Linked DNA regions of Triticum aestivum: region 1 is linked to region 2. The links are chromatin contacts, called in public Hi-C maps. All regions are on one chromosome and are shown on one strand. Each heading gives the region's core, a stretch centred on a gene start, on an enhancer-like site or on the middle of the called end of the contact. The rest is flanking DNA. Distances are from core to core; before and after follow the strand shown. Region 1 holds the start of LOC123113363 (LRR receptor-like serine/threonine-protein kinase RPK2). Region 2 holds the start of LOC123113362 (60S ribosomal protein L13a-4).

Region 1 (5,747 bases), core at 1,198-3,697, 270 kb before region 2:
TTCGTATCATCGCAAACCATATGAATTTTTCCTTAGTATTCTTCGTATTGGATCAACGGCAGTTAGTATGGTTGAGAGGGAGTAGCAAACTTTTCATCCACTTCAACTTTTTTGAAAGAATCCTTTGTTTTTTCAGTGCACAATCAAACATCCTCACAAGCCCGTAGTACTGATGATGCCATGCCACTCTATTCCTACATTGTTTAGACAAAAAGTAAGGGGATGGATCCTAAACTCAGATGCACTATACAAAAAAAAGAACTACTATGCAAACTAGATGATATTGATAAAAGAGCAGAGGTACTGGGGCTATCTGCATGGGATAGAAATGAACAAAAAGAATTGAGAGCTCAATTAGGGAGACCGATGAAACAAGAAGAACTAAAATGGTTGCAAAGATATAAAGATAGAGAGACCAGAGATGGGGATAACAACACCAAGTATTACCATGCCAAAGTGGGGGGGAGGAGGAAAAATAGAATATTTTCTCTAAGCCAAGCTGAAGGTGAGATTGAAGGGGGTGAGGAACTGGTTAAATACATCACAAATTTTTATAAAGACCTATTTGGTCAACCTGAAAACTCTACTGTGAATTTAAACATCCAAGATGCTCCTGGCATCTCAGAAGAACAAGCTAGAACTTTGATTGAGCCCTTCAGTATGTAAGAGTTGCAGGAGGTGGTGTTCAATATGGACAAAAACAAAAACCCTGGTCCAGATGGTCTACTTGTAGAATTTTACCAGAATTTCTGGGAATTAATTAAATGGGACCTTAAGGGCCTACTTGATGACTTCCATTCCGGAAATCTAGATATTTCTAGGTTGAATTATGGAATTATTACATTAGTTCCCAAGGTTAAAGATGCCAAACAAATACAGAAATTCAGACCAATTTGCTTGCTTAATGTGAGTTTCAAGATTGAGACTAGATTCTAGGAAGATTGGTGGGTGGGATCTAAACCCCTAAAAGATCTATACCCTAGACTATACAACATTAGCTTTGACCATAATATCTCAGTGGCAGAAGCTATTAACAGAGGCTGGCAGGGATTTAGCTTCAGACGAACCTTGACAGGAGAAACGATAGAACTCTGGAATAGCCTAAAAACAAGATGCGAGGAGGTGAGGATGCATGGGGGGAAAGATCAACCCCTCTGGATGCTCACTGAAAACAGAAAATTTTCGGTTAAGTCTTTATACTCATTCCTGATCAATGATGGTGTGGGATTCCCACACAAATTCCTGTGGAAAATTAAAATCCCAGCCAAGATTAAAATGTTCCTTTGGCTGTTTACAAGAAGAAGCATTTTTACCAAAGACAATTTGATCAAGAAAGGATGGAAGGGAGGAAAAGAGTGTGTATATTGTGGGCGAGAAGAGAACATTGATCATTTGTTCTTTGAATGCTCAGCGGCTAGATTGGTCTGGAGTTTGATCAAATGTGCTCTGGACCTTAGAACAACCCCAATAAACTCAAATGATTACTTGGGTAGGTGGTTGAAAATCTTTAAAAAACTTGAGAAAAAACTAGTTCTGGTGGGAAGCGCTGTTGTATTTTGGGCTCCCAGGAAATGCAGAAATGATATTATTTTCAGATCTAGAAAGATATATGATCCCATGATATTCATCTGAATTATGTGCAATTGGATTGCTGATTGGTCGGTTTTGTAGATAAAAAAGCCGGAACAAAAACTACCGCAGCTGGGAGCAAAACTAATCGAGCGGGTGGCAAGTGAGATATACAAGGCGGCACAGGGATGGAGACCTAGAGTTCAGCGACTGGGAAGATGATGAATCTTCTCTCCTTCCCTCTGTTTTCGTCATGTAATCTTGATAACTTGTAGAAGTTTAAATAACTGTACTGGTGTAAGCGATGCATGTCATGTCTTTTGTTTTCCCTCCGCAGCTAGTGGTCTTTAGCTTAGATTAAGGTTGTTATCTTTTCGAACCCAATGACTGGACGGGAGTGCCCGTGGTTTGTGGTCGATGTGGTTTCGTTAATGAAATTGGAGGGAAACCTCTTTCGTTAAAAAAAAACTATATTCCTACTTTTCTATTCCCGCGCTTGGGAAATCCCGTGACTCGAAGAGGCCGTCACTGTTTAATCACAAAATTGAAACTGAGATGTTAAAAACATAAACTCTTTTTCCATAGTATATAAAATAAAAAGTAGATCGGTGGTTCCAATGATGTGTGAAACCCTCCTACTAATCCTAACCCCATCCATCCACATCTCCAAAGAAAATCGGAGCATGGCAGGCAAGGCCTGGTCAAAACCCAAAAGCATGGACGCTTGGTCAGGCACCGGCACGGCAGCCACGCCCTCCCTCATCAGCAAACAAAACCCATCTTTCCGAGGGCAATACGGTCAGACCCAAACGATTTAATAAAAAATAAAGAAACGGAGGACGAAGGGGGGATGAATTATCAGTGGAGGACGGGAGAGGCGACGAGGAAAGTGCAGCGAAGGAAGCCACGGAAGGGGAAGCAGAGGGAGGACCGGCACCAGCAGTCAGTCCAGCAGCACCAACCAAAACCGGAGGGAGACAACAGACAAGGCGCAGGCAGAAAAAATATCGCCTCCGCCCCCTCCGAGTCCCCCGATATCGCGCGCGCGCCCGGGCTCTTCTTCTTCCCCATGTGAGTTTGCCCCTCCCTCTCCCCTCCCCTCCCTCGTCGGTCGTCGCCTCCGCTGCACCAACCGCAGCACCCCCGGGCCGTCCCTCGCCTTCGGCTGGGCGGAGATGGTGGCCGCTCGCCGGAGCACCGCCGCCGTCCTGCTGCTCCTGCTCCTGCTCCCGCTGCTCGCCGCCTCCTCGTCGAACCGTGGCCAGGAGCAGGACAGATCGGCGCTTCTCCGGCTCAGGGACGCCGTCCCCTCCTCCGAGCTGCTCCGCCGGTGGCCGTCGGGCGCGGACCACTGCTCCTGGCCGGGGGTCGCCTGCGATGCGAGGTCCCGGGTCGTCGCCCTCCACGTGCCCTCCAGCTTCCCGCGCGGGAGCGGGATCGCCGGCCAGCTGCCCACGTCGGTCGGGCTCCTCACCGAGCTCAAGCAGCTCTCCTTGCCCTCCTTGGGCCTTTTCGGCGAGATCCCCGCGGAGATCTGGCGGCTGGAGAAGCTCGAGGGGGTCAACCTCGCCGGGAACTCGCTCCGGGGCGCCCTCCCGCCCGCCTTCCCGCCGCGGCTGAGGGTGCTCAACCTCTCCTCCAACGCGCTCAGCGGCGAGATCCCTGCCTCCCTCTGCAGCTGCACGGAGTTGAACTTCTTGGATCTTTCCGGCAACCGGCTCAACGGGTCCGTGCCGGCGGTCGTCGGCGGCCTCCCCAGGCTGAGGCAGCTCGACCTGTCCCGGAACCTTCTTGCCGGGAGCATCCCCTCTGCTCTGGGGAGCTGCACACAGCTCCGCTCGTTGCGCCTCTTCTCCAATATGTTGGACGGTTCCATCCCACCAGAGCTTGGACGGCTGAGCAAGCTGCGGGTTTTGGACGTATCGGGTAACAGATTGAGCGGTCTGGTACCCAGGGAGCTAGGGAACTGCTCAGGTTTGTCGGTTCTCGTGTTGTCGAGCCAGTTTGATGCAGTGAAACCCCATGAGTTCAATCTCTTTGAGGGAGAGCTTCCGGAGAGCGTGACAGCTTTGCCAAAGCTTAGGTTGTTATGGGCGCCGAAGGCGGGCCTGAAAGGAAATCTCCCAAGCAATTGGGGAAGCTGCCATAGTTTGGAGATGGTTAATCTCGGAGGTAATTTACTTGCTGGAGTGATTCCGAGGGAGCTAGGGCAGTGTAGAAACCTCAAGTTTCTCAACCTCAGTTCCAATAGATTGTCCGGTTCGCTTGATAAAAATCTTCATCTGCATTGTATGGATGTGTTTGATGTCAGTGGCAATGAACTGTCAGGCTCAATTCCAGCGTTTGCGAACAAAGAATGTGCATCACAGCAACCGTTGGATGGCGTGACATCTGGCTATTCTTCACCCTTCATGTCCCAAGCTGTAGCACAACTATCATTGGGTTACTGTGAATCAGGAGAGTGTTCGGTTGTATACCATAATTTTGCAAAGAACAAGTTTGGAGGCCGTCTTACATCCTTGCCAGTTAGTGCAGACAGATATGGAAACAGGACCTTGCATGCATTAACTCTTGATCACAATAACTTCACAGGATCATTGGATGCAATTCTGTTGGAACAGTGCAGCAACTTAAATGGTTTGATCGTCAGCTTCCGAGACAACAAGATATCTGGTGAGCTCACAGAAGAAATCTGCTCAAAATGCCATGCCATCAGAGTTTTGGTTCTAGCCGAGAATCAAATTTCAGGAGTGTTGCCTGCTAACATTGGTTTGTTGGGTGCTCTTGTAAAGATGGACATCAGCAAAAACTTTCTGGTTGGTCAAATACCTGCCAGTTTCAAAGACCTCAAGAGCTTGAAATTTCTCTCGTTAGCTGCAAACAATATCACTGGTCAGATACCGTCCTCTTTGGGGCAGTTGGAATCACTGGAGATTTTAGATCTCTCATCCAATTCTCTGTCTGGGAATGTCCCTAGTAATATTGTGACACTGAGAGGTCTCACGACACTTCTGCTGAACAATAATGAGCTCTCTGGAAACATTGCCGACCTTACCCCAGTATCACTGTCTGTTTTTAACATTTCATTCAATAACTTGGCTGGGCCATTGCATTCGAATGTGCGAGCACTCAGTGAGAATGAGGCTAGTCCAGAACCTGAGAATACATCCAGCGATGGCGGAGGCTTCACCAAAATAGAGATTGCCTCAATAACCTCAGCATCAGCGATTGTTGCAGTTCTCTTGGCCCTGATCATCCTTTACATTTACACTCGTAAATGTGCATCAAGACCATCAAGGCGTTCTAACAGGAGAAGGGAAGTTACTGTTTTTGTGGATATTGGTGCTCCTTTGACATATGAGACCGTTGTACGCGCTGCTGGCAGTTTTAATGCAAGCAATTGCATTGGAAGTGGTGGCTTTGGAGCAACATACAAAGCTGAGATTGCACCAGGCATTCTGGTGGCAATAAAGCGGCTGGCTATTGGAAGGTTCCAAGGTATTCAGCAGTTCCAAGCAGAGGTGAAAACTCTTGGAAGGTGTCGGCATGACAATCTTGTAACACTCATAGGGTACCACCTCAGTGATTCAGAGATGTTTCTAATATACAATTTTCTGCCCGGCGGTAACTTGGAAAGGTTCATACAGGAAAGGACAAAGAGACCAATTGATTGGAGAATGCTTCACAAAATTGCTCTAGATGTTGCACGTGCACTTGCATATCTTCATGATAATTGTGTCCCACGTATTCTGCACCGGGATGTGAAGCCAAGCAACATCTTGCTCGACAATGAGTACACTGCATACCTTTCTGATTTTGGATTAGCAAGACTACTTGGGAATTCAGAAACTCATGCAACCACCGGTGTCGCGGGTACTTTTGGGTATGTTGCTCCAGAGTATGCGATGACTTGCCGTGTTTCTGATAAGGCTGATGTGTACAGCTATGGTGTTGTGCTGCTTGAACTTATTTCAGACAAAAAAGCACTGGACCCTTCCTTTTCTCCGTATGGAAATGGATTCAACATAGTTGCCTGGGCTTGCATGCTTTTGCAGAAGGGCCGAGCTCGTGAGTTCTTCATAGAAGGGCTGTGGGATGTGGCTCCGCATGATGACTTGGTTGAGATTCTGCACCTCGGTATCAAGTGTACTGTGGACTCTCTTTCTTCTAGGCCCACA
Region 2 (5,491 bases), core at 677-3,176:
GATAAACCCATCAAGAGTAGCAAATATTTTGATAACATCACAGGCTCGAAGGAAAATAGAACACCAGCAAAACTGTTGAATGAGATGCAAAACTGAAACCCAAAACAGAGCAAAATCTATCAAGAGCACAACATGGCATGATCTGTCAGAAGTAGCTGGTTGTGATAATCATTAAGAATCAGTGGGAATCCGAACGATTTTCTTCATCACACAGAAGGATGCAATGGAACCCAATATAACACAAAGAGCAAGAAGGTTCCAACCAAAATAAGAAGTGCATGTACGGCCAGTCATAAAGCAGTGCAAATGTAATACAGGAGATGCCATCATCCATCAGAAGTAGCTGGTTACTCTAATCATGAAATATCAGTGGGAATCCGAACGATTTTCTTCATAACCCGGAATCATGCAATTCAACACAACAGAACACAATGAGCAATAAGGTTCATAACCAATGAAGGAATGCATGAAAAGTCAGTCTAAAGCAGTAAAAATGTGCAAATGTACTTCAGGAGGTGGCATCACCCGTCAGAAGTAGCTGGTTATAATAATCATGAAATATCAGTGGGAATCCGAACGATTTTCTTCATCACGCAGGTAATGCACATCTCACCAGCCAGCAGAACACAAAAGAGGATACCAACAGTACTGCTAAGAGGTTTGCAAAAAATCAAAGGAAAGTATTTGCTCAATAATAAATGAGTACATATGTAGTACAAGAGATGGCATGATCCGTCAGAAGTAGCTGGTTGTAATAATCATGAAAAATCAGTGGGAATCCGAACGATTTTCTTCATCACCCAGATCATGCACATCTCAGCCAGCAGAACATCACAAGTGACATACGTAAAACAATGATTCTGAGCGTGAGCAAACAAAATTCTTCACAGTACTATAAAGCATGAACTGTGGCTGGTTTCTAAAATCCGTGGGAATCATCATAAACAGTTTTACAATGCAGAACAAATCATTTACCACCAGGAGAGTTTATATGACAAAAGCTGAAGGCGTATCTATTAGAGTACCAGTAAATCAGACTGAACTTTCATAGAATGATTAGTATAACTAGACACATTTTAGTTTAGCATTACATAAAAGACTAGTCTTAACAGACTGGTAGCAGTCGCACACTAGCAACTATTGAGCGCTGAAGAAACAGGACAGGGAAAGAGCATACCCTGATGGTGTCGGCGTAGTTCCATCCGACCTCCTTGGAGAGCTGGCCGAGGAGGCAGTACCTGTGCCCAGGCTGCAGCCTCAGAACCCTGCAAAACCACAAGCCACGTCAACATCAAACACACATACACGACGCACGCAGAGATCTAGAAGGCAGTCGAACGCCGACGTACTTGAGCGCGTCGGGGATGACCATGCGCTTGGTCCTGTCGTACGGCGGCGGCACGCCCTCGTACGCCTTGAGCCTGGCGAGCGCGGCCTCGCCCCTCGCGGTCTTGTGCGGAATCATACTGCAGAGCGCCACCAAAAACACGGCACCATCAGAACACACAAACCCAAATGGACACGGCGACGCACGTGCATAGGCGAGGCGACGGATCTAGGCGGCGGCGGCGGAGACGTACCCGCGGATGGTGCGCCAGAGGATCTTGGCCGGGGCGCGGAAGTGGATGGGGCCGTGGGAGGGCTTGGTGTTCATCCTCTTGCGGAGGAAGCGGAGGTACTTCATCTTCTGGCGGACGAGGCCGCCGGACATGCAGATCTCCTCGCATCGGACCACCACCACGCGCTGCCCGTTGAGCAGCTCCTTGGCGACGATCGAGGCCAGGCGGCCGAGCATGTGGTGGCGGGCGTCCACCACCACGCGCTTGGCGCACACGCCGGAGCCGGACACCATCTCGCCTCTTACCTGGCGGCGGCGGCGCTACTAGGGTTTGGAGTTCGGGGGGTGGAGGCGGAATGGAGACGAGTGCGCCGCTTAGGGTTTCGTATTTATAGATCTCCGTGTTTAGGGTGTCTTGCCTGGGCCAGTTGGTGGGCCTGTCCGGTCCGGGCCGTAGTGTTAGATGGGCTAGGCTTATTAGGTTTAAAAGGCTTTATGAGGCTAGAAAATGTTATTCTGCGCTGACGGGCTTGCTGAATGATTTTGTCTGATATACATACGGGCTGTGGATTTTTCTCAAAAAAAAAACATACGGGCTGTGGATTAAAAAAACATGCCAAATGTTGTAAATAGAGTACTAAAAATACTCCAAATATTAGTTATGAGTATGTTCTAGCAGAATGAAAATGATGACCTTCAAAAAGACAATGTCATCTGGAATGAAAAACAAATGTGTCAAGGGAGGAATTATTTGTACAAAGCTTTTGTCCATAATTAAAATGGCTGATAATATTAAGAGAAACAAACAGGCTGGTTCAATTTTCTAAAAAAAATTATTATTATTTTCTATCATAGATGATAATATCATTTAATTAAGTTTAAGTTTATGATAGTTGGATTGCGCTATTCTCGTCTGCGTGAATATAGCTTTGCGATCTTTGATTTCATGTTTGGCGAATTTATGTTATGATTTGACTAACTCCTAAAACACACATATAAACATTACATGTCACAAAGATGAATCCATACATGTTCTGTAGATCATAACCCAAAAAAAATGTCAAAGAGCAGTTCAAACACATGGGAAAATCGCACTCCGCAGCAATACTATTTTTTAGAAGTGGTGTAGATGTTATCTAGTACTAGATTTTTTTAAGCAATTCAAAACAAATGGAATAAACACTGGAGTAGTGCCGTTAAGGCTAGCAAGAAAATGGGTACAAGAAATAAAAGTACAAGACAAACCCACAGCAATGCCCTGGTAGGAAAAAAACATAAAAAACTGGAAGAAAAACTGAACAAATACAAGGCGGTGACAAACAATTTTAAAAAGTTGAGTCACCGTCTCAAAATTCATTCATATTCACTTGAAACCATCCGTACAAGTTATAACTGCTGGTGCCCAAAATCCAATCTTCGATGCACCAACTTTTTCCATAACCCACGATAAAATTAGTTTGGAGGTCAGGTATACAACAAACATGCCATAACTTCCCCTCATGTCTGAAGAATCAACACAAGATCAGTCTACTAGTCCGCCTCACTACATATTGGGAAGTTCAGGCACAAGTCAATGCGCCATACTCTTTACCAGCTATTTCAGCATAGAAGTCCCAATGTGGATCACTATGTGTAAGAAAAGGTTGACCAAATGGATTGTTGCGAACGTAGCACTCAACATCATCTGCAAAAACGAGTTTCTCCAGATACATGCGAAGATCTCCACCGGGACCTGCTTATCGGGAATTGTAATTTATATGCATCAATAGGCTGTAGTAGTGTAATAGGTAACTACATCAACATGAAATGGTGAATGCATACCCAATGAATTGTCGTTCCGGTTAAGATAGCTGAACGGCTGAGGAAAAATGGCAGTATGTGGCTGCATAACATATGCATGAAAATATGCATTATTCAAATATGGAGATGATACAGTTAAACAAGACACTGGTATATGAAAACAGCTGAGAAAATACCGGATTACGCAGAGCCTTGTAAGGAGAATCGTCCACAAGTAATGTATTGGAAGGTGAAAATTCCCCCTCCTTCCATGGAAGACCAGGTTCTTCCTTATTCCACAGTTTCTTCAATTCCTTCAGTACTATTGGTTTGTGCACGTTCTCCAGTGTGTTACGTCCAGTCATTGTGCATTTATCCCTGGCCTGCCCATATGAAGGTCGCAAAACATATTAGGACCAAAATAACATACAGTTGAGCATGCCCACCTACCACAGGTTCGTTTATGTTACGTACCCAAGAAAACAGTAGGTATGGTTTGAAATCTCTCATAAGGATGTCAACAACAGAATCAACATTTTTCCTAGAAAAATTATAAACCCCACATTAGTAAACATGGAGCAATGTGGATTAATATAAATCCCACGTAAGTAAGCATGGAGCAATGAGGATAAAGTAAAACAAATGAGGATAATAAATCGTACCTTTTCCTTGAGGACCATACACCTAGCTCGAAATTTTTTATGCAGAAGTTGAGAAAATCATCACAGTGAGGCCTTCGGAAGACTGGTAGAAAGGTGTAGTGCTATATTAATATCATCTGTCACAGTTCTATATCTGCATTTTCGCAAATAATAATTACGGACAATTGTACAAGTAACTTTACCTAGTTTCCTTCGAACCTTTGCATCAGCCATGTGAGCATTGTGGAAATCTTCATTGATATCCGCAAGAAGGCCATTCAGATCTAGAATAAGAAGCTTTTTCTTCCGAAACCCTGTCAAGGAATCTCTTGGAGGGAAGGACATTCTAAGCTTTTCGCTATATGCCTGAGCTAAATTTGAAGGGCTTATCTGGTCATTGTTGTGATTTGTTGATAAGCAAGTTCGTTCTTTCTCCTGCATTTCATTTCTTTCGGTACTGGTATGATCCAAATAGCTTCTTCCAAATCCATGCTCTGAATTCCTCCTGGCGTCTGATCCATACATGTTCATACTGTGATGAGCACCTTCCCTAAAGTTAGGGTCTGGTCTTCCTGGCTGAAAGAAGTTTGCACCTTCATTGAATAAATACGACTGGTTCCTCTGAAATCCATGCTCTGAACTCCCCATGGCGCCTGATCCATAGATGTTCATGCTGTGATGAACACCTGCCCTAAAGTTAGGGTCTGGCCTTCCTAGCTGAAAGAAGTTTGCACCTTCATCGAATGGATACGACTGGTTTCTCTGAAATCCATGTTCTGAATTCCCCGTGGCGCCTGATCCATAGATGTTCATATTGTGATGAAGACCTGCCCTAAAGTTAGGGTCTGGCCTTCCTAGCTGAAAGAAGTTTGCACCTTCATCGAATGGATACGACTGGTTCCTCTGAAATCCATGTTCTGAACTCCCTATGGCGCCTGATCCATAGATGTTCATACTGTGATGAACACCTGCCCTGAAGTTAGGGTCTGGCCTTCCTGGCTGAAAGAAGTTTGCACGTTCGTCGAATGGATACGACTGGTTCCTCTGAAATCCATGCTCCGAATGCCCCATGGCGCCTGATCCATAGATGTTCATACTGTGATGAACACCTGCCCTAAAGTTAGGGTCAGCCCTTCTTGACTGAAAGAAGTCTGCACCTTCATTGAATGAATACGACCGGTTCCTCTGCAACCCATGCTCTGGATTCCCCATGCCTCCTAATCCATACATGTCCATACTGTGATGAACACCTGCCCTTAAGTTAGGGTCTTCCCTTCCTAGCGGAAAGAAGTTTCCACCTTCACTGAATGGATGTGACTGGTTCCTCTGAAATTCATACTCTGAATTCCCCATGCCTCCTGATCCGTAGATGTTCCTACGGTGATGAACATCTGCCCTGAAGTTACGGTCTGTGTTTCCTCTCTGAAAGAAGTTTGCGCCTTCATTGAATGGATACGACTGGTTCTTCTGATTTTCAGATGGTAAGACCTTTCCTATTCCAGCACTATTAACT

The links. A called contact is a pair of places that touch in the nucleus more often than the background predicts.
Region 1: a contact with region 2 is called in a Hi-C map of leaf, with 3 times the contacts expected there. The contact joins the promoter of LOC123113363 here to the promoter of LOC123113362 in region 2. A contact is called at or near these places in 3 of 5 Hi-C or Micro-C datasets (all in leaf).

The regions. Positions count from the first base shown.
Region 1 is chr5B:578,723,933-578,729,679 of IWGSC CS RefSeq v2.1, reverse strand. LOC123113363 (LRR receptor-like serine/threonine-protein kinase RPK2) reads left to right here and starts at 2,447. Exons shown (of 5, transcript XM_044534576.1): 1 at 2,447-5,747. The coding sequence starts at 2,745.
Region 2 is chr5B:578,451,945-578,457,435 of IWGSC CS RefSeq v2.1, reverse strand. It overlaps LOC123113362 (60S ribosomal protein L13a-4), which reads right to left and starts at 1,926. Exons shown (of 4, transcript XM_044534574.1): 1 at 1,581-1,926; 2 at 1,350-1,466; 3 at 1,178-1,265. The coding sequence starts at 1,852. It overlaps LOC123113361, which reads right to left. Exons shown (of 8, transcript XM_044534573.1): 3 at 4,182-5,491; 4 at 4,000-4,081; 5 at 3,812-3,878; 6 at 3,535-3,720; 7 at 3,380-3,440; 8 at 2,897-3,290. The coding sequence ends at 3,118. LOC123118051 (small nucleolar RNA SNORD24) reads right to left here and starts at 46; the gene lies at 1-46. It also overlaps the pseudogene LOC123118116, the pseudogene LOC123118119, the pseudogene LOC123118126 and the pseudogene LOC123118118.